4 separate regions of the Mus musculus genome follow, and all the other regions are linked to region 2. Evidence: chromatin contacts called from public ChIA-PET and promoter capture Hi-C data. All regions are on one chromosome and are shown on one strand. The core of a region is the stretch at or near the end of the contact, and the rest is flanking DNA. Distances in the headings are between cores, read along the strand shown.

What was found. Promoter capture Hi-C pulls out the DNA fragments that hold promoters and counts their contacts. ChIA-PET counts read pairs in DNA pulled down with a chosen protein or histone mark.
Region 1: a contact with region 2 is called in an RNA polymerase II ChIA-PET map of memory CD8 T cells, with 93 read pairs. The contact joins the promoter of Gbp4 here to the promoter of Lrrc8c in region 2. A contact is called at or near these places in 2 of 115 datasets of contacts at active chromatin or transcription factors (CD8 T cells and memory CD8 T cells) and 1 of 9 other capture datasets (liver).
Region 3: a promoter capture Hi-C map of liver shows a contact between it and region 2. The contact joins the enhancer-like site here to the promoter of Lrrc8c in region 2. A contact is called at or near these places in 7 of 39 promoter capture datasets (the C10 cell line, the HPC-7 cell line, cranial neural crest and 4 more) and 4 of 115 datasets of contacts at active chromatin or transcription factors (embryonic hindbrain, embryonic stem cells, pancreatic cancer cells and 1 more).
Region 4: a contact with region 2 is called in an RNA polymerase II ChIA-PET map of memory CD8 T cells, with 53 read pairs. The contact joins the promoter of Gbp9 here to the promoter of Lrrc8c in region 2. A contact is called at or near these places in 2 of 115 datasets of contacts at active chromatin or transcription factors (CD8 T cells and memory CD8 T cells).

Annotation. Positions count from the first base shown.
Region 1 is chr5:105,138,245-105,140,944 of GRCm38.p6, forward strand. Gbp4 (guanylate binding protein 4) reads right to left here and starts at 1,342. Exons shown (of 12, transcript NM_001359079.1): 1 at 1,236-1,342; 2 at 475-573. The coding sequence starts at 489.
Region 2 is chr5:105,518,025-105,520,724 of GRCm38.p6, forward strand. It overlaps Lrrc8c (leucine rich repeat containing 8 family, member C), which reads left to right and starts at 1,447. Exons shown (of 4, transcript NM_133897.2): 1 at 1,447-1,606.
Region 3 is chr5:105,816,085-105,818,784 of GRCm38.p6, forward strand. No RefSeq gene overlaps it. Among named protein-coding and RNA genes, the nearest start is that of Zfp326, 59 kb to the right of the region's middle. Within about 2 kb of position 1,382, at least 27 of the 459 cell types and tissues checked have an H3K27ac peak or open chromatin away from gene starts, as enhancers often do. A contact at or near this core is called in liver, where this site is marked.
Region 4 is chr5:105,108,893-105,111,592 of GRCm38.p6, forward strand. Gbp9 (guanylate-binding protein 9) reads right to left here and starts at 1,400. Exons shown (of 11, transcript NM_172777.4): 1 at 1,313-1,400.

The DNA.
Region 1 (2,700 bases), core at 92-2,591, 380 kb before region 2:
CTTTGCAGTTTAAGCACAAACTAGGTTATTTTAAGAGCTACATGGTATTGTTCCTCAATAATTCTTCAGTCCCTGTGACAAACATTGAGGAAGTCCAAATCAAACCACAAGGCATCACTTCATACTCATCAGGACAGCTACCACACAATGGGAAAACAAATCCATGTAACCCAGAATTTAAACAACTCCGGTGTCTGTACTCTGCAGCTAAGAACACAGAATATTTCCTCATGAGAAACAATCCTGGTTTCTAAGACAATGGAAAGTTACATTTGATCTAACAGCTCTTCTTTGATTTCAGCACAAACTAGCAAAAAGGACTTGGATGGACCTTTGATCTTTAATGATCATGGTAGCTGTGTTCACAATACCCACAATGTGGATTAAGCCCAGTTTCCCACCACAATGTGATGGCACACCAAATTGTATATTATTCAGCCAGAGAAGAGAATAAAATTAACTACTGTACACTACCTTGTAGACCTTCATAGACTTAAAGCCAGCCACAGACCTCTGCAGGTCAGACAACACATAACTTGCCTCCCCTCCTCTGCACTCCAGTCCCAGATGAGCCTGAGGACATTATGCCAAGGACAGAGAATGTGTCAATCCCCAGAAGTCACAGATTCCACAACACTGTCTCTCTGCAGCTTAATCCCTTTAATGAGATAAGAAGAGCAGCCCAAACAAAATGCAGAGAGCCCATGTGATCTCTACATCACACACACACACACACACACACACAGACACACAGACACACACACACACACACACACACACACAAACCCTAAACACCAAGACAGAGCTTGACTACTTACTAAACTTAAAAAGATGATGAGGTACAAACTAAGTTTATTTCCAAAAAATATTTGCCAAGGTCAAGTGCTGAATTTTCCGCACAAGGTTCCTACATGTTCCTTTGACAACAGTTGCCTGTGAACCAGGGCAGGAGCTGTTGCTGTGGTCCCAGCTGAGGAAGGACCAGAGCTCTTCCCATAGTGTGTCTAACAGAGCAGGGCAGCCAGCTGTGTCAGGCTACAACTTTGTATCTGTCCTTTGTCAGAGGAAAGAAACTCACCTCCTAGACCTAAAGCCAGCCACAGCCCCCTGCAGACCAGAGAGCACAGAACCTGCCTCCCTTCCCCCTCCCTCAGTTGCCCCTTTGACTTGGAAATCAAGCTGAGGTCCAGACTAAGTTGCTCCTTAAAGAAAGGAAAAGTAAATATTAAATATACCTGGTCCCACAGCACAGGTCCAAGTGCAGTTCTCAGCTGCTGCTGCCTCCTCAGGCTCACTTCTGCTCTCCTCACTTCCTGCTCTCTTTGCTCCTCTTTTATGTGCGCTGACCACACACACACACACACACATACACACACACACACACACACACTCACACAGGATGCAGCAAAAACAAAACTGAAAGTAAAGTAAACCAAGGCATTGTTAACTTGGCCAAGACTGGAAGGGGAGGTCAGAGGATGCTTAGTGTCAGAAAAGTCAGTGAGATACTCTGTTGCAGCCAAGGGACAGCAGGCTTCCACTGTGGAAAGTATTTACATTCTCTTTCTTTGGAACCCATCTCCAGTTTCCTCCAGCCTTCTAGGCACAGATAAAGCACAGTAAACCCAGGCCCCCATCAGTGTAAATGACACAATCTGGGAGGATTGCACGTGTGCTTCTCTCAGGGGAAATTCCAGGTGCTTTTTGAGTGAAGAGCTTTAATGTTTTAAACCTGTGTTTTCTAAAACAGGAACCATCACTGTCCCCTCTCCCTCCCTCCCTCCCTCTCTCTCTCTCTCTCTCTCTCTCTCTCTCTCTCTCTATCTATCTATCTCTATCTCTCTTGCTCAGATAGTCCTCTCTTCCTTTCTTACCCTCTTTCCTTCTCCAGTCCTCTCCCTGCTTCCTCCTCCCTCTCTCTGTTCCCCTTTCTTTGTCTCTACTACCCTCTCAAATTCCACTCTCCATGTCTTAAATAAACTCTATTCTATACTATACAATTGTGTGGCTGGTACTTCAGGAGGAAAGGATGCCTCAGCAGGAGCCCTCAGAGACACCACCTTCCACCTCACCATACCCCGCCTCCACCACACATATCCCTGGCTTCTTTTTTCTTTTTCAGAAAACACAACAGTCCATCTAAAAACTGTTTTCAAAGAAGTAATTAAAGAATAGTAAGTAGGAGTTGTGTTCAGGGTAGAAGCTAAGAAAACTCACTTCTGAGATGGAAGCTTAAAAATGAAAGCTTTATTTTCTGAGCCCTTAGGAAGGCAGCCAGTTTGGGATCTGAACTTTGTCTCTGATGGGAGATTGAATACTATTTGTAAAGGATGAAACACAAAGCGAGGGTGTTGGGTGGGGCTGCAGAGTGATCTATTGTGTTTTCACAGGAAGGATTAAAGAAGGAAGTACCCATTGGAGACTGGGCCATATCCAGGCACCTAGCTTCAGGGTCCTTAATTTACTCTCCTAGACATTTGGTGCAGAACTCAGAGTGATAAAGGGACAAAGGAGCAGGACAGCAGCATGGAGGTAAACTGGTACCTTAATTCTACTTCAGTGAACTCTCCCCCTATTCATCTGTTAGCTCTGCATGGCCACCTATTTGCAGGCCCAGGTAGAACTCACACAAGAGTCCACACCAGGACTGGGAAGAAGTTCATGTCAGCAGGTTCTTGGATGCCACTAAGGCCAGGGGAG
Region 2 (2,700 bases), core at 197-2,696:
GTCTTCCAGAGCCCACAACTACATTGGGATTAGAGGCAGTATATAATATTTTATTCTGTGAGCAGGAAGAACAGTTAGGTTGGGGGGGGGGGGTGCCGGGCAAGGAGGAATAGGCTCCTCCCCCACGGCCCCCATACCCTGCTTTTTATCATGGCTTGGAAAATGATTGTCTTCTATAAACTCACCATGCAGGAGCACACAAACTAGTTAATGGCTGCTGGCTGCCCGTTTTTGTCCTCTTCTGTCTCTCCCAGACTGCCAGGGCAGAGTAATTCTTTATCTGCGTCAAGTGCTCTGAGGACAGCCAGCTGGTTACTGACAAACTCTCTCTCTCTCTCTCTCTCTCTCTCTCTCTCTCTCTCTCTCTCTCTCTCTCTCGACTGCTACAGTGATCTTATCTGCACTTTTTCCCCCAATAGGCAATTTTTCTTTTTAGGGAGATGCCAGCTTTCAAGATGCTAGTTTGTGCTTTTAAACTATAATTGGGCAGAGAGATAGGCAGACAAACCCAAGGCTCAGATCAATGGCTGGGAGAGAATCCCTCCCCTACATCGTCTAAACAACAGGTGGTTCGGGGCACATTGTTAACTCTTTTGCACACACACACACACACACACACACACACACACACACACGATCCCCACCTCTGCCCACACAAAATCGTAGGCGGAGCTTTCATATGGAACGGCACCTGCTGCTCAAAGCCCAGAAGCCCATCTTGCAGGGTCCAGTAACGAGGGACTCCTGCCAGCTGGTCAATGGGATTGAGGTTGCCCAGGGTCTTAAGGCTTTGTAAACTACGGGCATCGGATTTTTTTCGTTCTTCCCTGTTCCCCTCATATATACCACCGCCCCCTCTCCACCCGCTTCCTGGACCTTTCATTCTCTGGGGAGGGGTTATCTCCAACCTGACCCTCTGGGAGTTCCCAGGAGGGCTATTTTTAGCAGCAGCCGCTCTGCTTCAACTTAGCCCAGGGAGGAGCTGCGGTGTAAGAGCGGATGGCGGGCTCACAGAAACCACCCGCTTTTTGGCATTGTTAGGGTTGCACACAGGAGGCAGAGGACCGATCTTCCCTGCTGTGCCAACCAGGTAGGCAGCTCTGAGCAGCGGAATCATCCAGCCGCGGAGAGGCTTGATTTCCCGGTGGGGAACCCGGGGCCCGCCCAGCGCGGGCCCGCCTGCCCTGGACGCCTGGTGGTCTCGGCAGAGGAGGAAGTTCCCGGGCATCGCTGCCTGCGTCACAGCGGGGCTGGCACCGCGGCGGCGGCTCGGCAGCCGACGGCGACCCCGGGGCTGGGCGCTGGGCGGCGCTGGCTGCCGCGGGCCAGGCGGCGCGCGGGGCGGCGCTGGAGGCGGCTCCGCTTGCAGGCGGGGAGGCACCGGGGAGGAGGAACAGGGCTGCGGAGCTGGGGCGTTAGCTGCGTCCCGGCTCAGAGCCCGCGAAGAAGACGAGGACCGAGGCGCCGCCGCGGCCGTGGCCGCAGCACTCTGAGCGCGACAAGCCATGAGCAGCGACGCCGCGGTCGCTTGCCGCCGCTGAGCCCAACCCGGACACAGCTCGCCGCGCCCTGGCATCCTTTTCTGCGGATACCCTCGCCCCCAGAGGTAAGTGCCGGGGACCCGCGGAGGGATGGAGAGGGACGGCCAGCACCCTGCCACTAGCCTCGGTTCTCTGGGCGCGCCCCAGCCTGGACCCGTCCACCCTCCCTCGTTCGTGACCCTGCTTCCCCAGGGCTCTGGGACAGGCACATTGTGGTCGCCTACTCAGCGTGCGGTTCGGGGATCCCGCTAACCCCAACCCCACCCAACCCACGCGGGCCCTGGCGTCCGCGCCAGGGACCCCCAGCCGGGAGCCCAGTACAGCCTGGCCGCTAGGTTCTGGGGACTGGGGGAGGGGCGTACTAGGAGAAAACGCGGTTGCTGCAGGGATGGCCATTCTCCTTCCCTACCTTCAAAACCCCCGGAGATGCTGGGGCCTGTTTTTTCTGCTCTTCTCCCCAACCCCCTCTCCTCCCTGGAAGATGCCTGAAGTTACACTTTTTGAGGAAGGAGGGGGAAATCGAAGGTCTACACAGAGATCCAGTGAGCACTAGTCCGCTCACCTGCAAGTCCAGAGGGGCCGGAGGGGGCTGCTCTGCATCCTAAGACCCTGGAGGCCAGGTGTCTAGGCCAGCAACTGCGGCCAGGATTTCTGCCTTCATCCCAAACTGACCCTAGCAGGCTAGCAGGCTCTCTCTCTCTCTCTCTCTCTCTCTCTCTCTCTCTCTCTCTCTCTCTCTCTTCTCCAGCGTAGAGGTGTTTGGGATGGAGTTAGCCCCTTGGGAGCCTCAGGGTGTGCTCTATAGACGCCAAAGCCTTTCTTTTTTTCCAGCAGCTAATGTTTCCCTCCCCCAACACTTGGCTGTGTACATCAGATTTCAGTTATTTTAAAATCCTTCAAGTTACCTTTCTTTGCAACGGCTCAGCCCACATCTAGTCCCCATGCTTAATGCGGATGTTTTATTAGAGGTTGAGGGCAGAGCTTTACTGAGTTTCCAACTCCTTAAGTATTTTTAAACTCGCAACAAATTAGTTAGGAAACATTTTTGGGCTCCCATCCTCCTTAAAGTGAAAAATAAGACTAATTGATCTTTGTGGGAGTGTCCAGGTTTGGCTCATAGAGCCTTATTACCCTTTAGAGGTGCTGTTTCACATCTACA
Region 3 (2,700 bases), core at 132-2,631, 300 kb after region 2:
AATGTTTGTACCCTGGCTGGCTGTCCGTTCTCTTCCTAAAAGGCTTGAGGTATGAGGTTTATGAAAGGTCAAGCTTGGAAAATCAGAACAGCCGTACAAGCCATCTCCTGCATACACGCCTTCCATTTCTCTCGGTATTTACCTGAGTTGCCTGTGCCTGCTTGTGCTTAGATGATAAAAGAGAGTCCGTGTTCCAGGAAGACACGGGCCGTGGTTTCCTGGAGCCAGGCAGGAGGAAATGGGAATGTACAGACAGTGGTGATGCTGGTTACAGCTGCTCTCCAGAGGATACACTGGACAGAGTGCATCCACTGAGCTTCTTTGCTCACCACCCGCCCGCCCGCCCGCCTGCCAGCCCGCCAGCGCTTCCGGTGTCTCCCTCCTGCTGCTGTTCTGCCGCTTAGTTAAGCACCTGAAGTTGGTGGAGCATTGTTTTGATTCAGTTCAGTATTTTAAAGAGGGCACTACAGAGTCCAGATGGTGACATCAGCAAGCCAGGTCTTAGGATCTTTGCTTTACAAGCTAGAACACGTGTCTGTCTGTTTTTTTCTTTTTTTTTTTTTTCTTTTTTTTCTTAATGATACTTTTACCACAATGTGGAGTGTGCATTCAAAACTGATGGTGAACGTAAAGAAATGACAGCTTTGAGGCCTTCAACTGAATTTTGGATGTTGACCTTCTCAGGTGTGGTGGTGCGTGTCGTTAATCCCAGCATGTAGGAGGCAGAGGCAGGCAGGTACCTCTGAGGTCAGTATACTAAATTCCAGGCCAGGTACAGCTAGGTAGTGAGACCCTGTTTCGTTTTGCTTTTACGGATTGAAAACATGAATCCCAATGAAAGATACACTCGTGCTGGGGGCTTTGATGGGTGTGTGTAGGCCAGGTGTTGGCACGGGATGTCTTCTTTAACCCCCCCCCCTTTGTTAAAACTTGTCTTTGACCATTTATTTGTTCATGGCGGGAGGTGAGCGTCGTGTGGCACACACAGCATGCCCATATAGGTCAGAGTTAAATTCGTTCTTCTTCCATCTTTATGTGAGATCATAGGATTGAACTCAGGCCACCAGGTTACAAAGCCAGTGGCTTTACCAGACAAAGCATCTCGCCAGCCTACTACCTTATTACTTTTTAAGACATGGCCTCTTGCTGAACCTGGAACTCATGCTTTAGGCTAAGCTGGTTGGCCAGTGAACTCCAGGGACCCGCTTGTCACTGTCCCCCAGAGCATGCCACCATGGTCAGTTTCTGTGGGTGCTGTGGATCTGACCTGTGGGCCTCGGGGTTGCATAGTAAACATTTCAGTGACTGGCCTATCTCTCCAGTTCTCTGTGCTAACTGTAAATAGCAGAAATGGCAGGATGCCATGGCTGGCTTGCCTTTCAGCAAAGAGCCAGTCTACAGAGACTGTAATCAGCACAATATCCGAAGCTGGGCACTGGCCTCTCTGCCCCAGGCATCTGCTGCCTAATCACTCAGAACTGATGGGCGCTAGATGCCCTCAAACAGTAGCAAGGGGTACCTTTCTCTTACCCAGTTTCTATTAACTTTATCAGCTCTTAATAATGCCCCTGAATTCGCAAGAGCTCACCGTCAATTGATTTAAATGCCACCTCCCATGGCACTGTTTGCAAACAGCAACATTCTGAGGGAAGACTTAACTGCAAAATGCTGATTCATCTAAAGACTTCGGTCACACTGGGCTGTGGCGTCTCAGTCAAACAGAAGGAAACTGGCCCTCGGTGTCTTGTGAGTCTGTGAATCCTTGTGACAGTGTGTTAGTGTTGTACACACCAGACATGGGGAAAGCAAGTCAGACATGTTTTGGCTTAACAGTGTTTTGTCTTTCTCCAACATCTCTTGAGCTCCCATCTGAAGAACTGGTTTTATCTGGCCCTTGTACATCCTTGGCAAGCAGTGAGTGGACCCTTAGCCACTGACAAAAACGACTTTGAAGTTTTATTTTGCTTCGAGACAGGCTCTTCTGTGGCTCAAGCTACCTTCTAACTCAAAATGTAGCCAAGAATGGCCTCAGACTTGGACTCGTACTGTCTCCCCCTCCCGAGTGCTAGAGCTACAGATGAGCACCTCGCATCTCACAGACTCAGTGGTGTGGTGGAGTGCATGCTAGATAAGGACTCTGCGTACATCTCAAGCCCCTAAGGTGTGTTTAAATATTCCATGTTTAAGTTACAGAGTCGTAGAGAACATCCTTTTCTCCTGATTATCCCTATCCCACCCTGAACACAAGACTGGCTTTCTCAGTTCAGAAAAGTAAGCTTCAAGTCATTACTGGGGCCACAATTTTAGTAATGGAGGTCAGGTAACCTAAGAGTGGGCAGAGAGAGTTCATTGTTTAGAATTTGTGGCCAGCAAGCCCTGACATACGGACTTTTCAGGTACGAAGTGGGGCTTTCTATTGTAAGTCTCTGGTGCCTTTTGTAACTGCCTCTCCTGGTTTCTACATTAACAATAATAACCAAACCCTTCAAGTTGCTGATGGCAGCAAACCCCAAAGTGCCCTTGACTGCCCATTTACCTTGCTGAAGAGAGGCCAGAGGGCCGTCCTCCTGCCAATCCCAGCAGGACTTTCATCAGTAATTCATTCCAGCAAAATGGCCCCTTTATTAGCTGAACTCCCCAAACAAAGGCTGGGCAAAGCAAAAGCTCTTTCATAAAAAGAACAAAACCGTGGAAACAAGT
Region 4 (2,700 bases), core at 150-2,649, 410 kb before region 2:
GGGTTAACATATATATTTATTTGAAATTGTTTGCTTAGGTTTGCTGATGTTTGCAGGTTTAGCATAAATGAAGTTATTTTAAGAGCTACTTGGTTTTGTTGCTCAATAATTCTTCAGACCCAGTGTTCATTATAACGTGGCTTTGAAAAACAGTGAGGAAGTGCCAATCAAATCACAAAGCATCACTTCATACACACAAGGACAGCTACCACACAAGGCAAAAACAAATACATGTCACCTGGAATTTAAACAACTCAGGTGTCTGTACTCTGCAGCCTAGAACACAGAATATTACCTCACAGGAAACAGTCCTGACTTCTGAGATAATATATAGTTATGTTTGACCTAAAAGCTCTTCTTTGATTACAACATAAACAAACTAGAAAACAAGGACTTGGATGGACCTTTGAGCTGTATTGATCATAGCATCTGTATTTACAATACCCACAATGTGGACACAGCCCAGTCTCCCACCAACAGATCACCAACAGATGCATACATTAACACAGTCTGATAGCATGCACAATAGAATGTTATTCAGCAAAAAAAAAAAAAAAAAAAAAGGAATAAAATTCTACTGCACACTACTTTATAGACCTTCATATACTTAAGGCTATCCATGGACCCTGCAGACCAGACAACACAGTAACCTACCTCCCCTGCCCTGTCTTTAGTCCCACATGAGCATGAAGACATTATGCCAAGAAAAGAGAATGTGCAAAATCCTAAGACGTTAGATACAGGTGACATCACTTAATTCCAGAAACCAGGCTCTCTGCAGCTTAGTTCCATGTGAAATAAGACTAGCAGCCCAAACAAAATGCACATAGCACTACGTGATCTCTACATCTCATACAACATAAACATCAAGAGAGAACTGGACTATTTTCTTACACTTAATTCAAAGTCAGTGAGGTAGGAACTAAGTTATTTCGAGATAGAGGTTTGCCAAGCTCTTGTGCTGAATTTTCCTCACAGGGTTCCTCCACAGAAAGACTTCCCTCTGACTACAGCTGCCTGTGAACCAGGGCAGGAGCTGTAGCTGTGGTCCCAGCTGAGGCAGGACCAGGGCTCTTCCCACAGCTTCTCCAACAGAGCAGGGCAGCCAGCTGTGTCAGGCTACAACTTTGTATCTGTCCTTTGTCAGAGGAAAGAAACTGACCTCTTAGACCTAAAGCCAGCCACAGCCCCCTGCAGACCAGAGAGCTCATAATCTGCCTCCCTTCCCCCTCCCTCAGTTGCCCCTTTGACTTGGAAATCAAGCTGAGGTCCAGACTAAGTTGCTCCTTAAAGAAAGGAAAAGTAAATATACCTGGTCCCACAGCACAGGTCCAAGTGCAGTTCTCAGCTGCTGCTGCCTCCTCAGGCTCACTTCTGCTCTCCTCCCTCCTGCTCTCTTTGTTCCTCTTTTATGTGCGCTGACCACACACACACACACACACACACACACACACACACACACACACACACACACAGGATGCAGCAGAAACAAAACTGAAAGTAAAGTAAGCCAAGGCATTGTTAACTTGGCCAAGACTGGAAGGGGAGGTCAGAGGATGCTTAGTGTCAGAAAAGTCAGTGAGAAACTGTGTTGCAGCCAAGGGACAGCAGGCCTCCACTGTGGAAAGAGTTTACATTCTCTTTCTTTGGAACCCATCTCCAGTTTCCTCAGCCTTCTAGGCACAGATAAAGCACAGTAAACCCAGACCCCTATCAGTGGAAATGACACAATCTGGGAGGATTGCACGTGTGCTTCTCTCAGGGGAAATTCCAGGTGCTTTTTGAGTGAAGAGCTTTAATGTTTTAAACGTGTTTTCTAAAACAGGAACCATAACTGTTGCCATTTCTTTCTGGACTCTGTCCCACAGTTTCCTGACAACAGCGAGCTGGGCATGACTCACTATAAAAAGGGCTGCTTGTCCACTCTGCCCTCTCTCTCTCCCTCTCTCTCTCTCTCTCTCTCTTTCAATCTCTCTCCCTGAGATCTTCCTCTCTTCCTTTCTTACCCTCTTCTTTCTCAAGTCCTCTCCCTGCTTCCTGTCTCCCTCTCTCTGTTCCTCTTTCTCTGTCTCTACTACCCTTTCAAATCCCCTGTCCATGTCCAAAATAAACTCTATTCTATACTATACAATTGTGTGGCTGGTACCTCAGGAGGACAGGATGCCTCAGCATGCCCCCACCCCCCATACCACCTTCCACTTCACCATACCCCACCTCCACCACACATATCCCTGGCTTCTTTTTCTTTTTCAGAAAACACAACAGTTGTTCTGAAAACTGTTTTTAAAGAAGTAATTAAAGAATAGTAAGTAGGAGTTGTGTTCAGGGTAGCAGCTAAGAAAACTCACTTCAGAGGTGGAAGCTTAAAAATGAAGCTTTATTTTCTGAGCTCTTAGGAAGGCAGCCAGTTTGGGATCTGAACTTTGTCCCTGATGGGAGATTGAACACCATTTGTAAAGGATGAAACACAAAGCAGTGGGGAGAGCTGCAGAGTGTGATCCATTGTGTTTTCACAGGAAGGATTAAACAAGGGAGTACCCCTTGGAGACTGGGCCATATCCAGGCACCTAGCTTCAGGGTCCTTAATTTATTCTCCTAGACATTAGGTGCAGAACTCAGAGTGATAAAGGGACAAAGGAGCAGGTCAGCAGCATGGAGGTAAACTGGTACCTTAATTCTACTTCAGTGAACTCTCTCTCT